5 separate regions of the Mus musculus genome follow, and all the other regions are linked to region 1. The links are chromatin contacts, called in public promoter capture Hi-C maps. All regions are on one chromosome and are shown on one strand. Each heading gives the region's core, a stretch centred on a gene start, on an enhancer-like site or on the middle of the called end of the contact. The rest is flanking DNA. Distances are from core to core; before and after follow the strand shown. Region 1 holds the start of Kcnq5 (potassium voltage-gated channel, subfamily Q, member 5). Region 2 holds the start of Ogfrl1 (opioid growth factor receptor-like 1). Region 3 holds the start of Mcm3 (minichromosome maintenance complex component 3). Region 4 holds the start of 6720483E21Rik (RIKEN cDNA 6720483E21 gene). Region 5 holds the start of Efhc1 (EF-hand domain (C-terminal) containing 1).

Region 1 (2,601 bases), core at 37-2,536:
ACGTAGCAGCTTCCTCTGCTTGACCCCAGAGCTGACTGTGGACCCACTCTTAACCTTCTCCTCGCCACTCCATCCCACCCGGTCATGCCCTCCCAGTCTCTCCAGTCTCGGGATGGTGCACAACCTCCCGGAGCTATCCCCAGCTCCTGGGCGCCCCACTCAGTTAACTTTCCGCATATCAGGACCTAATCGCTCCCGATTATCTGAGTCGCCTAAGTCCGGCTTCTGCCTTCAATCACCCAGGTACCTGGAACTGACCCGTTAGTCCCTTGGGTGCTTTGGGGCAAAAGGGCTCTATGTGAACCAGAGCGAGAGGTGGGACGAGAGAGATTGAGGGCTCCAGAGGGCCGATGGCAACACGTGCAAAGAAATAAAAACCACCACGTGTGTGTAGCTCTGCGTGTGAGCGCGCACGCGTTTCCGCGCCTAAGGCCAGGGCGCGGGCGCCAAGTGCGCCCCGGGGCTCCCCAACAGAGGGCATGGCTAGGGGCACACGGGGTCGGAAGTGGGGGCGCGGGTACTCACACGAACGCGTGGTAGACGAACGCCCAGCCGCGGGGTCGCTCCAGCACGTTGTACAGATAGTTCTGCACCCGCCGGTACTTGACGTTGCGCCGACAGCTCTGGCTGCTGGTGTAGGAGAGCGGCTTCCCCAGCAGGCTCATTCGGGCCCCCTGCTTGCCCCGGCGGCTCTCTCTCAAGCCGCCGCCGCCTCCGCCGAGCGCCGCCGCGCGGGTGCCGAGCAACAGCAGGCCGTCGCCCCTGGCGGCCGCCGAGTTCAGCAGCACCCTGCCGCGGCCGGACTCCACATCCTTCATGCCGCTGCCCGGGCGCCCCCCACCCGCGCCTGCCGCCGCCGCCGCGCCGCTCCTCACCCAGAGCCCGGCGGCACCGCCCTCCTCTCCTCCCGCGTGGTGGCGGGGCATGGCATCACCACGGGCACCGCGAGGGGGGCGCTGGCGCCTGCGGCGGGGGCAGCGGCTTCATGTGCGCGGGCAGGTCTGCAGGAGGAAACCCGCAGCCGACGGGGCGCCCCGGGGGGGCGGACTAGCCTAGAGTCGGGGCTCCGGGCGGGGGCGGCGGGGTGTGCGGAGCAGGCCCGGGGAGGTCCGGATTTCTGCCGCTTCCAATTCCAAATCCGGACCTGTTGGGGGCGTCACTTTGTGAGGTGTCCCTCGCTTTCCTTTAGTCTGGTGGCTGCCACTCCCTCCTCCCCGAGGAGTGTCGGCACACGGGACTGAGGGTGTGCGGGATGCCCGGAGGCACGCTCGCACGCGTGCACACCCAGCAGGGTTCGAGTCTGTCTGTCCCCTGCACCCCGGCAGAATACCGGCTTGACCCTAAGTCGGTCTCCCAGGATGAGTTTGGTTCGGTTCTTCCTGGGACTCGGAGCTGTCCGGAGGGCGAAGTCTGCCTCTTGAATAAACTGGACGAGCGGGTCTCTGGGCTTCTCCCGCTGCTATGCCGCGCCTGGTCCTGCCATCCTCGGGTGATGGGTGTGGGCAGGAAAGGTTCTGTCCTACCCTCCAGGTTTTGGCTAGCCTAGGAGCGAGCCAGCGGGGGCTAAGCTTCTGGCAGTGGCGCTTGGGTTCCCGCGCTGGGGACCAGCCCACCGCAGTTCAATGGACACACCCGGAGAGAGCCAGGCAGGGACCCAGCAGCTTCCCGCGACTCAATCCAGCCTGCAGGCTGTGACTTTCCATCCTAGCCTCAGACAACAAGCCTGCGAGTCGCAGAACATCCTTCCCATCCCCAGGGGTGGGGTGTGGGGAGGGCGTAAAACTCCAAAGTAGCTCCTTCGTGGTGAGGGAGCTCCTCCTGACAGAGCAGCCTGGGAAAAGGAGCCCACTTCTCTCCTTCCAGAAATTTCCATGTAAGTGAAAGAAAGTCATAAAACTGCTTAAATCTCCGCCGCGACTGTGGCGTCCCCAGGGAGTTCGAGAGGGATCATGGAGGATAGTGAGTCCAGGACCTGCCTCTCAGACAGGATGCTGTAACTTACAATGTTAGAGAAAAGGGAACCACTGACTGCATCCCCCACCACCTCTGGAAAATGGGCGCCCCAAAGCCCATCTCTTCTCTTGGATGAGAGTGAGATTATGGTGCTGCTGGCTCAGAACTCCGCCTTTCAAAAATATTGTTAGCAATTAAACAACAGATTCAGCGATGGGGAAACTGAGAGGACACCAGGATTGGGAACTCCTTCTAATAGAGCAGCCTTCCTCCCAAATATTTAAAAAAAAAAAAGTAATAATCGCCAAGTTCAACTGAACTATGCTTTCAACACAAAGTCATGGTAGTCAGTAGCAAAGTGGCCATCCCTGAGCCTTTTTTCACTTCCATGAATACCAGCCAACACTAAGGCAAAAATCTTATCTTGGTTGTCTCACCCATAGCAGATAATACTCTACCAACACACCCACACATACACCCCGTGCATACACCCACGCCCACAGACAGCTGCTTTCTACAGTCAGAACGTCAGCTAAGAGTTTTACTTTTATTTTTATCGTTATTGTTTTGTGAAGACCTCTTCCTGGTTCTTACTCAGCAAGACCTTGTTTCCCTTCAAACCTCTGGGCAGTAGGCACTACTAACCCC
Region 2 (2,601 bases), core at 70-2,569, 1.4 Mb after region 1:
GCCACAGACATACTTTTCTCCTCGTATGCTTTGGGCAAGATTTCCTTTAAGGCTCACAGTTCTCCAAAATGGGGAATTAAAACGGACCGCACACCTGGAAATTGCATTCCATTCAATAACACGCTCAATTAACCTGGATGGGAAGGCTCGGACTTCCTGGAAAGGTGATGCTTCCCCTAAAGTCACATTGGATTTTGGGCTCCATTTTCCTTCAAGTTGTAAGAGGGAGGCCTAATACAGAACCACCAACCTTAAACGGTGCAGACTTCTTTAAAAATATACAGTTCCTCCTTTTAAAAGTTTCTGAAGCCACAAGAGGTTAAGGGACGCCATCTATCTCTCTTCTAACCTATCTACCTAATTGTATTGGTCAACTGACTTAAGCTTGGTTGGATCAACAAGTCTTCTGGGTGAACGTAAATGTTAAAGGAATACTCAAGTCGTTGAAAGGTTTCTCTTGGGGAAATGAACGGTGTTATTTTAAGTTTGCTCAGGAACCTTCTGTGATACTTTTAATGCCCGTTGGACCCTCGCTGGGAGGGGGAGGCTGCGGGCCGCTTCACAACTGCAGTTGTCTTGCTCTGAATAATATTTTAAATCTTTTTTTAAAAAATTAAAATTAAAAAAAAATCAATAACAGGCACTGGCCGGGTCCTCCTCACAATCTTCTATTTTTAGTTTAGTTCCTCCCACCCCACCTTCGCATCACCCAGCTGCGCTGCAGAGGCAAAGAGAACACCGAGTGGGGTCGGGGTCTGCCTTGGGGAGACTTCCCTGCGAGGTTCACAGCAAGGCCCCCTGGGCTAGCAGCTAGCCACCTGGGCACCGCAGGCTCCCTTAGGTCGGGTGCCCGGGCCAAGCACGCCGAGCATCCCGCCCTGCATCCCCGGGGGCAGTCCCCTCCCGGGCGCCGGGAGCACGACCTCGCCGGGCCCACCGTGGGTCCCGGGGCCGCGTACCTGCTCCGCGCCCGCCGCCTCGGCGTGGTCCTCGGGCACGGGGCTGGCGCGGGGCCGCCCTCCGGCTCTCTCGGGAGGTTGCTTGGGCTGCTCCGGCTCGTCGTGCTGCTGGCCCTCGCCACCGCCTGCCGGCCCCGGCTGCTCGGGCTCGGGCTCCGAATCGGTCTGCCAGGTGGAGTCGCAGTCCTCCACGGTGGTGGGCTCGCGGAAGCTGACCCCGCCGAGCAGGTTGCCCATTGAAGAGGCGGCGGCGGGCGCGGGCTGCGGTAGCGCGCTAGGGCCCGGGCATGGCCGCGCTCCGCTCGCTCGGGGCGCAGGCGGCTGCTCGCCCGGCCCGCGCCGCACAGCTCAGCGCGGCCGCCGGCGCTCCGGCGCACAGGCGGGGAGGAGCCGGGCCCCCCGGAGCCGCCGCCGCACGCGTCCCAGCCAGCCCATCCCGCCGCCGCCCCGCCCTGCCCCGCCCCGCCCCAGCGAAGCCAACCCACTCCCGAGCGCGCGGCACCAGCTCCACCGGGACGCGCCCCCCTCCACGGTCCCCGGGAGTGGCCAGGGGTCAGCTGCCCCGCCCCCTGTGGACCGGGATCCGCCCCCTTGGGGCTCCTCCCAGCCAAGCGAGAAGCCTGATCCCGCCCAGGTCAGAGAGTGGAAGGAGGTGTCTCCATCAGCAGACCGGTCCTGCCCACACCCCCGCCCCCACTGGCTGCTCCAAGAGGAAGACAAATTAGCCACAGCAGAAGACAAAAGCTAATCTTGACAGTGCACCCTCTAAACAGGAAATCCAAGCTTCGGGAACAGTACTTAAGGCCACCTAGAATCCCTGCGGTCTATAAAATAAAAGTCAGAGCTCTCTGTCCCCTCATCTTAAAAGCAAACTTCTCTCGAAACAAAGGAGCAAGAAGAATTAGGCCAGCACATTTATTTCATCAGTGAGTAGTCCACATTTGTGCTCTGGGCAGAAAAACGTCGGCATTTATACAATGAACAGGCTGGTTCTAAGTGGAGTGCTGAAGACTATGGTTCTAAGGACCAGAGGCAAACCTGCTGTAAGAATACTTCTAGGCAAAATAACAACCAAAGCATCTGAAAATGGCAGAGCGTGAAACCAACTCCAGGAGCTAGTGGCCCGATGCCTGCACCTGAGTCTTGATGGGATTTTTTCTGCCGTGGGACATTGCCTGGGATCATGGGTTAGTTTTATTAGATGCATCAATTGTACTCAGAACTAGTAATTAAATAGATTGCAAATCCAGGTAGATGGGTATTGCTTAAGGAAGATTTGGCTAGAAGATGCCTCTCCACAGATAAATCAGTGGTTGTTTCTTTCCAAACTTCACAGTAGGGTGTGACTCTACTAGCAGTTTCTGGCTTTGGACAGGTCACGTAACTTCTTGAGACCCCGGTAGTCTCCTCATCTTCAAAATGAAGCCAGGTTTTTCTCTCTGGAATGGCATCTAGCTTCACCTTTAATGACCTTATGACTATCAGGGGCCACACAAAAAGAACGTTCTGGTCAGATATTCATTCATAAAAACTGATGATATTAGGATGAAGTCCTTGTCAGATCCAAACAAAATTAGAACTTGACAGTATTATTGGGGGAGGGGTGTTCATACCTGTCTGAGGTAGGGAGTTTCTTGGTTGA
Region 3 (2,601 bases), core at 53-2,552, 1.1 Mb before region 1:
GAATGGCCTAAGTCTTAAAGACTTAGTAAAAACAAACAAAAAAACTTGCAATATGAAAATTTAACTTTAAAATCTGGATGTTAGCACACCTGACTGTAGACATATTTCAAAATCATGATGTATATTTGAAATGTAATTTAAATACTCTTAAAATTCAAATTTAAATTGCTTTTCATTGATCAACAAACTTCCAGGGCTCATCAACATCCTATAGCTTTAAATTTTGGATTACACTTAAACCCATTTTACCTGCATACAAAACACTTGATTCACTAAAAAGAGAGCTGTCATAAATTGTTAGTCTCGCTCCTACCCTCACCAGCATCAGGCCAGTCATTAAATCTGAGGGCTCTGAGCCAGTTACATTAGCTTTTCCAAAGAAGAGCCTGTTTACACCTGACCAGTCTCCTTGCAAGTTGTGTGGGGTTTGGGGGGAACACATGAATTTAGAGACAAACTAAATTACTTTGGAGAAAACCCTAGTAACTCATGAAGATATACAGGAGCAAGAAAATGACAAGAGGAGATAATGAGAAAATGAAAATGATCAAAATACATTATGTGCTTATGAAGTTTCATAATGTAACCCGTATGTATAGTTAACATATCCTAATGTAAGAGGTTTCAAGAAAAATAGGCTGCTCAGAGGAAGACGGCAAGCACAAGGCCTGGGTACCATGTCAAGTAGGCTATGGGGATCAGTAGCAGTAATTATAAGAGGGAGTGATAAGAAAGAAATATGACCAAAATACATTATGTGTTTATGAAATTTCATAACGAAACTAATACATGAAAAGAATGTAACTTTTAAAATCTGGAGGTACATCTTTAGGAGAGAAAAAAAGATAACAGGAAGTTGCAGAGAAAAGAAGTTATCAGCGGCCCTGGTCCTCCGCGGGGTCCCCAGCACCGTGCCCGGTCACCCGCGGGAACCCCCTCAGCCGTGCCCGGTCACCCGCGGGACCCCAGCACCGTGCCCAGTCACCCGCGGGGACCACATCAGCCGTGCCCGGTCACCCGCGGGAACCCCATCAGCCGTGCCCGGTCACCCGCGGGAACCCCCTCAGCCGTGCCCGGTCACCCGCGGGACCCCAGCACCGGGCTCGCGGCCCGAGCCTCACCTCGTCATCCAGGAAGTCCAAGTAGTCTCTCTGCGCTTCCCGCAGCTCCACATCATCCAGCACTACTGTGCCCGCCATGTCGCAGCTCCGAAATCGCCGGCCACCAAACAGTCCGGAAACGCGTGACACCGCCTTGGCGCCAAAACTTCCCAAGTTTTCCCGCCACGGAAGTTTATGGTGGAGGAAGCATGGAGCAGAGACGCGTTATGATTGGCTAACCACTTCAATAGCCTTTCATTCCGTGCCTGGATTGGAGAGAAATGGTCACTTTCTCCGCCCTAATAGGAAGTCTGACCAATGGTACAGAGAGGACGCTCAAAACCCACCCCCTGGAAATTGAGCAACAGGAAGGCTAGGAAGCACTGCATTCTGGGAGTTGTGGTCCTTCCCACCTCACCCCCTGTTTTTCTTTTCTTTTTTTTTTTTCTTTGCCTGTAGGAAGTTTTGTCAAATCGGAAGTTAGGATTTACTGAGGGGGGAGGTCTAAGTTTGCACCCCATATGCACAGGTACAAATGAAGGCCAAAGGTTGATATCCGGTGTCTTCCTCAATCTTTCTCCACCTTGTATTTTTGAAAGACGAACAGGATACCCACTGACCCATCTCTTTAGCCTCCATATTATTGATTCTAACACACTTTGTCTTCTAGCCTTCATTTCCTCCTATACAAAATGAGGAATCTGAATTCAAAATTCTCCAGTAAGCCATCACTAGTATTCCAAGAGCAAGTTAGAAATGGTGTAAAGACAAATTTTATTCACGGAATCATGCTATTGCCTTTAACACAGCCTTGATTTGCTGTATCTTGATCTGTAACCTTGAAGACACAGAGATATATAATTCGTATTTCTCCCCACTTTCACAAGGTCATGAGATAGATAAGCAGAAAATCAGATTGTTAAAAAAAAAAAAAGCATAGTTAGTATATCTAAGGGTTCCACTGCTGTTCACATGCTTGCTTTGCTTGCTATCTGTTGGCTTTCTGCCTTAGGCACTAATGGGCCAAGGCTGATTTACAAGGTGAAATAATTGCTAAGAGGCTGCCTGGAAAGCAGCATGCAGAAACAGTCAAAATCAAGGCATTGCAAAGTATACAAAGTACTTCCTTTTTTTCTGTCTCCAGCCCAAAGAAAACACTTGGAGTGGGCGACCCTGAAGTGGAGAACAGATGAGTTATGGGTACCGGATGCCGCTTCCAAGATGATGCCCACCATGTTATCCTGTTGAAAGAGGGGACTGATAGCTCTCAAGGCATTCCTCAACTCATGAGTAACAGCTCGTGAGTAACATTGTCTGTGTTTGCCAAGTGATTGCTGGGGCTATAAGACCACCCTGGGTCCTCATGGCAACTTATTGTGGATGGCCAAGGCAAAACAACAATTTCTACTTCTGAAACTCCTCGATGGTGGACATCCTGCAGCAAAGACTTTAGTGGACATTGCCGGATCCGAAGACACTGACACTAGTGATGGCACCACCG
Region 4 (2,601 bases), core at 28-2,527, 1.1 Mb before region 1:
CATCAGCTGACATGAACCTTAGGGTAGACCCTCAGATTTGGGGACTTTTAATATTGTTTCTAGTTTAGGTCTGAGTAGAAATGTATGTGTGGGGGCGGGGCAGAGGGTGGCAGGGGTTCCTTCCTCTTATAGTATCACTTTATGGCTGAGGTCTCTGGCTAAAATAAGAAATATTGGCTAATATGGACGGCCACAGCTTCCCAGGATACAAGGGCAGCCTGGACATCTTCAAGCTAAGGCAGCAGGTGCATCCCAGAGCCTCCTGAGCTTTCGCACGCACCTTTGCACACCGGGTCACTGTCCTGTGGGGAAAGCCCTGCACTGAGACAGGTCCCTGGACTCTCTCGGGGTCCGAATCTGCTTCAGCCTGCCCATAACATCCCAGAATCCAAACATCTTCATTTACGGAGTGAACGAAATCCCACTGTATGAACAGTTCACTTTGCTTCCAGATATTTTGCTGAAGATACACCAAATAACAGATTTTTAAATACTGGGAATGGTAAAAACATGGTTAGATTCTTCCCTGGAACAGGGTGGGTTTAAATGAAAAGAGCCCAAACTCAGTCCAGAACTGTCTCAGAACAGTAGGAAAGATGGGCCTTCTTCGTACAGGCGAGCTGACACAGGCCATCTTCCCGGGATCTGACCTTTCCATTCCCTTTCTTCTGAACGATGCTGGCAGCTTTTCAGCAGCAAAGCCAATTCAATTTGTTAACTGATGGTCCTACTTCCTAAATGGATTGAAAAAAAAAATTATGGTGCATACAGGGTGTATTGTGGGTGAAGAACAACTGCAGTCACTGCGGGCAGACTTAGTGAATGGAGGTTACATGGGGGTGGGGTGGGGCGGGTAGAGGGGTCTGCTTGGCACAGCATACGTGTGTCCAGTGACATGCATGATGCACTCACACATGCAACCGCAGCAGAAGTATGAGTCTTGCACGGGGATGTGAAAATGTGTCCGCAGGGCCTTCATGGGATGCACAGCGTGATTTCCTGGGCATTATACCGAGTTCACCCTAGAGCAATGAGAGGAAAGAAGGCCAGGATTGGAAATGGCAGATGAAGTTTTTTTATCCACCCCCCCCCCCCCAAGGGATTTAGGAAATGGTTTTGGGAAAGAACACAGAGCGCAAACCGCATCCCTGGCTGTCTCAAGCCCCCGAGGGGTTTGCAATTAAGAAGGTCTGGGGGTGGGTGCGAGGGTCTAAAGGTGGGTGGAAGGATGGAAGGAAGCGGCGTCAGTCAACTTCCTCGGCTGGGCTGCGGTGGCTGTAGCAGCAGAGTGTGCACCGGGCTGGGCAGCCCTCCCCTGGGCCGGGAAAGGGCGGAGCTGGGCGTCGCCATCCGGGTTGTCCCCTCCTCCCGGCCGCTCTCGGGTGCAGAGCCCTCGGCGGTCGGGGAGGCTCAGAAAGAGCTCTCCCGGAGCTGGAGTCGGGAGTGCGGCTGGCGGAGCTGGGCTGCAGGAGCTCGGCCGCGCTGGTGTTCGTAAGTCCCGACTGTGGGGGTGGGGGTCGGGCAGGGTGCAGGTCTCCACTGAGATGCTGGGGAGTCTCTGCCAGAGCCGGGAGGCGGGGACGTCAGGATTTCGGCGTAGAGGAGCGCCTGACCCGACCTGTAGGGAGGATGTAGACCCTCATTGCCAGGTGCCCGGAACCTAGCGGCCCGAGCTGGGACCCAATGTTAGAGTTTTAATATCGGCTTTCAGAATGCACAGCAGACAGTCCAAACCGTGGAGTTGGGGAACTGCAGAGCCCTGAAGGGCTAGGAAATCCGGACTGCGATGGTGAGGAGCCTGGGGAGCGGGGATTTGAAGTAGATGTCACGACCGTGAATTGAGGGTGTCTGAGCCCAGAGAACCGGAGAGGAAGGATGTAAAGGAGGAGTAGTCCTGTGCGCATTCTTGGGGCGCCCTCCACAGGGCAGAGGGGAACGGAATCCCGGAGGGGAATGCCGAGTAGAGGAAGAACAGGGCGGAAGGGGGTGCCCAAGAGAGGGGAACCCCCCTCCCGGAAAGAGTAAGGTGAGAGAGGCATGAACTTCTTGAGGAAGATGGAGCGGGATTCTCCAAGGAGACACCGCAGAGAGTTGTGCTGATAGCTGTAGGTTTCAGATTTAGAGGCTATGGTAGACCGAGCGGTGGGAAAGCACAAAGGGGCGGAGGTGGCCGGCGGGACAGTGCTGGGAGTATATCAGCCAGTTGAGAATGCTGTCCTTTCAGTGGAGGTGGCCGTGGACACCTCAAGAGGGTATTCCCTTGACAGCAGATTGAGGAACCCTAGACAGGACAAGTGAGGACCCAGCAGCGTTCGCGAGTCTAGGAGTACTGGGGGACCTATGAAAGGGTGATCAGTTGCCAAGAGCAAGGAAGCAGCCAACTGCCTCAACTCTCTGAGTAGTTATAGGTACCCAGGAATACTAGAGAGACCCTTGGTCCTGGTGAGCACTTTGTCTTGCGTACGTTGCACCTCATATTTCTGACCTGGGTTAGAAATGGTTTTGCTTGGGGGTGCGACGAGGAGAGACTAAGGTGAAAGGAATGGTCTTCAAGTGAGATTTCCGATACACACGGGATATCTACCTTTTGCGCTTTGGGCA
Region 5 (2,601 bases), core at 29-2,528, 1.0 Mb before region 1:
ATATTTGAACAAAGTCACTGGAGTGAGCTAGCGGGATGCCAGCCTTTTCCAAGAAGGATGAACCCTCTTGCCCCTTCAGAAAATGAAGGCTTAGCATCTTGGTAAGCTTCTCTATTTACTTCGGCACCTACAGCCAACATCAATCAATGTGTTTATTCATTCCATCAGTTCTGCTCCTCTAGGGAACCCTGACTAATGCAGCTGCCATCTTAACTGGTGGCAGCAAATGACCCATGATACTCTCCCTCAGGCTTACTACTCTACCGTTTCTCTAAATTCCTAGGTCAGAAAACATGTTATAAAGACCAAACTCCTAGGAAATTTGAGACATAATGGAAAAAAATCTCTGGGCATCTTAGCTTCCCTTTTATTTCCCCATGCTGACAGACTCTTGGTTTCTTTCTTTTCCTGATGATCTTTCAGGAATGGGGTCACTTTTTTTTTAAAGGAAAAAAAAAAAGTTGTCCAGAAAATGCTATACTCTGCAGTACACATGACCCTGACAATATTTCACTCCCCTGAATTACTTCTTTCTCATGACTCGGTCTCTCTTTGAAGGTTCTCTCTTCCTCTGTGGTTCTTATGTATCACTGATGCTATAGCTATAAAGCAAGGACTAAGGTAGGCGTAGGCACTCTCCAGCTTTTCAGTCAACAGATACCCAGTAAAGTTCTGAGACCTCAGCACACAATCTATAGGAATCTACGGTGGAACAGATAGCTAAGAGGGGACCAGGAAGCCGTGGAAAGACTGGGGCTTCAAATCGGATCAAGTCTGAGCAACGAAAATGCAGTCGATTATAATCTAATCCACAGCCCTTGCCTCATAATTTGATGAGTCTGAAGTATTTAGCGCTTTCACTGGGGAGCAACCACTGTACATTGTGTCTGGACTAGGACAGCAGCTCTTTCCCCAGAGAAAGGGTGCCTGAGCTCTTGGGAGGACTAACGTGGAGCAAGGAACTTCTTTGTAACAACTGATCTAAAGGGACGTGGTCCAATCCCAGACCTCACTGCGCGAGCCAAGGCCTAAGAACATCCGCTTTCTTCAGCCCACCCCTAGGTTGCATCCTCTGGGAGCCAGGAAGTGGGGGCTGAGGAGAAAGGGAAAAGTATGGGAAAGAAAGGGGGCGGAGCCGCCTCTGCCACACCCATTAGCCACGTCCTGTGGCCACTAGAGTCAGTAGTGCTGTGCGCAGGCGCAGACCTGGCCTCCGCCTCCCTTTCCCCGCCCCCTAACATCCTCCCCTCCTCCCCGCCGCTCCTCCCCTCTCTCGACTAGTGTGTTTGGCGTTACCAGGGAGTCTGGAGAGGCCCGCGAGTGCAGTTTGTTGCCAGGGTAACCCGAGCGGCAAAAGGCAACCGAGGTGGCAGCTGCAGGGCAGCGATGGGGACCAACCCGGTGCACGGCCTGCCCTTTCTCCCGGGCTCGTCCTTTACAGACTCCACGGTGAGGGCCAGCCCGAAGGGTTCTCCACTTGGCTCGCCTCTGCGCTCCTTCATTCCGCAGGCTCCGTCGTCCTCGCGCATCCCAGCCTCTGCCGATTTTGCTTGGCCTCTTGGTAGTCCACTCACCCTCCTGGGTCCTCACCGTGGCCCTGTTCTTTCTTTACTGCCCCATCTACCTGCCTTCTGGCCCGATTACCCCAGGCTGTCTCCAGGCCTCTCCCCAGCTGCACTGTAACCCTACTCAGCGCCTTCATCCTCTCCTACCGTCTCTCCACAGCAGCCTCATTCTGGATTTGTCTCACCGCTTCTGAATCCTCAGGGTCACTGCCCTTCAACCCCTTTCCTCTATGTGTATGCATCTTTTCCACGTACTCCTTTCCTGACGGGTCCCCACCCCAGTCTCTGGCCTTTTGAGTTAAGGGTCACTTTTCTCTCCAGCTACAGCCTTCCCTAGAATTGAATCCCCCACCTCCCGCCGCCCCCACATGCTGGTTTTCTTGTAGTTTTTCTCTGTAAAGCATTCTTCCTCCTCTCCTTGTATTTCTTCCGTCTCAACCATAGGAATGAACCACTTAATGTTTCTCTTTCTGTAGCCCGTGTGTGTGTACTTACACACATGATTCATTTTCAGACTGTGTGTGTGTGTGGGGGGGGAGGTTGTTGTTTTATCTTGTCTGCAGCCTAGGCTGGCCTTGAACCTGAGAACCACCTGCCTCGGCCTGCAGACTGCTTGGATTAAAGACATGCCAACACACAGGGCTCCCGTTCAGATTGCATTTTACTCCTTTGCCCCAACTGTTTATAGTCATCATCTAGATGAAATTAAATATTAAATTAAATAAAGTCCAGGGTGGCGATGCACATTCGTAATCTCAGCTTTCAGGAAGCTGAGGCATACGGGTGGCCAATTTGAGTCTAGCCTGGGCTACATAGCTAGTCACTGTCTCCAAACGACAGCAGATCCAAACCAGACAGAACAGGAGCTTCGTGAAAAGGAAGTGGCTCAGAGGATAAAGCACTTGCTGCTCTCATAAGAGGAGTGGAGTTCAGATCCTTAATACCCAAGCAAGACGCTTAGCTAGACTGACCCTTACCTGATGCAGCCTACCCATGCCAACTTTGGTCTTTCATATGTATTTCCACATACATGCAA

The links. Promoter capture Hi-C pulls out the DNA fragments that hold promoters and counts their contacts.
Region 2: a contact with region 1 is called in a promoter capture Hi-C map of pre-B cells, with 5 times the contacts expected there. The contact joins the promoter of Ogfrl1 here to the promoter of Kcnq5 in region 1. A contact is called at or near these places in 1 of 39 promoter capture datasets (pre-B cells), 1 of 484 Hi-C or Micro-C datasets (pre-B cells) and 1 of 115 datasets of contacts at active chromatin or transcription factors (astrocytes).
Region 3: a contact with region 1 is called in a promoter capture Hi-C map of pre-B cells, with 15 times the contacts expected there. The contact joins the promoter of Mcm3 here to the promoter of Kcnq5 in region 1. A contact is called at or near these places in 6 of 39 promoter capture datasets (the C10 cell line, hippocampal neurons, liver and 2 more) and 1 of 484 Hi-C or Micro-C datasets (CD4 T cells).
Region 4: a contact with region 1 is called in a promoter capture Hi-C map of liver, with 4 times the contacts expected there. The contact joins the promoter of 6720483E21Rik here to the promoter of Kcnq5 in region 1. A contact is called at or near these places in 3 of 39 promoter capture datasets (hippocampal neurons and liver).
Region 5: a contact with region 1 is called in a promoter capture Hi-C map of pre-B cells. The contact joins the promoter of Efhc1 here to the promoter of Kcnq5 in region 1. A contact is called at or near these places in 11 of 39 promoter capture datasets (the C10 cell line, cranial neural crest, embryonic stem cells and 8 more) and 2 of 115 datasets of contacts at active chromatin or transcription factors (astrocytes and extraembryonic endoderm stem cells).

What each region holds. Positions count from the first base shown.
Region 1 is chr1:21,960,656-21,963,256 of GRCm38.p6, forward strand. Kcnq5 (potassium voltage-gated channel, subfamily Q, member 5) reads right to left here and starts at 1,287. Exons shown (of 14, transcript NM_023872.3): 1 at 526-1,287. The coding sequence starts at 926.
Region 2 is chr1:23,381,856-23,384,456 of GRCm38.p6, forward strand. Ogfrl1 (opioid growth factor receptor-like 1) reads right to left here and starts at 1,320. Exons shown (of 7, transcript NM_001081079.1): 1 at 960-1,320. The coding sequence starts at 1,196.
Region 3 is chr1:20,819,010-20,821,610 of GRCm38.p6, forward strand. It overlaps Mcm3 (minichromosome maintenance complex component 3), which reads right to left and starts at 1,303. Exons shown (of 17, transcript NM_008563.3): 1 at 1,122-1,303. The coding sequence starts at 1,199. It also overlaps the pseudogene Gm20587.
Region 4 is chr1:20,889,196-20,891,796 of GRCm38.p6, forward strand. It overlaps 6720483E21Rik (RIKEN cDNA 6720483E21 gene), which reads right to left and starts at 1,278. Exons shown (of 4, transcript NR_040492.1): 1 at 913-1,278; 2 at 651-734; 3 at 281-460. Paqr8 (progestin and adipoQ receptor family member VIII) reads left to right here and starts at 1,353. Exons shown (of 3, transcript NM_028829.4): 1 at 1,353-1,491.
Region 5 is chr1:20,950,348-20,952,948 of GRCm38.p6, forward strand. Efhc1 (EF-hand domain (C-terminal) containing 1) reads left to right here and starts at 1,279. Exons shown (of 11, transcript NM_027974.1): 1 at 1,279-1,449. The coding sequence starts at 1,387. The region is part of intron 1 of Gm51618 (a long non-coding RNA gene); the gene reads right to left.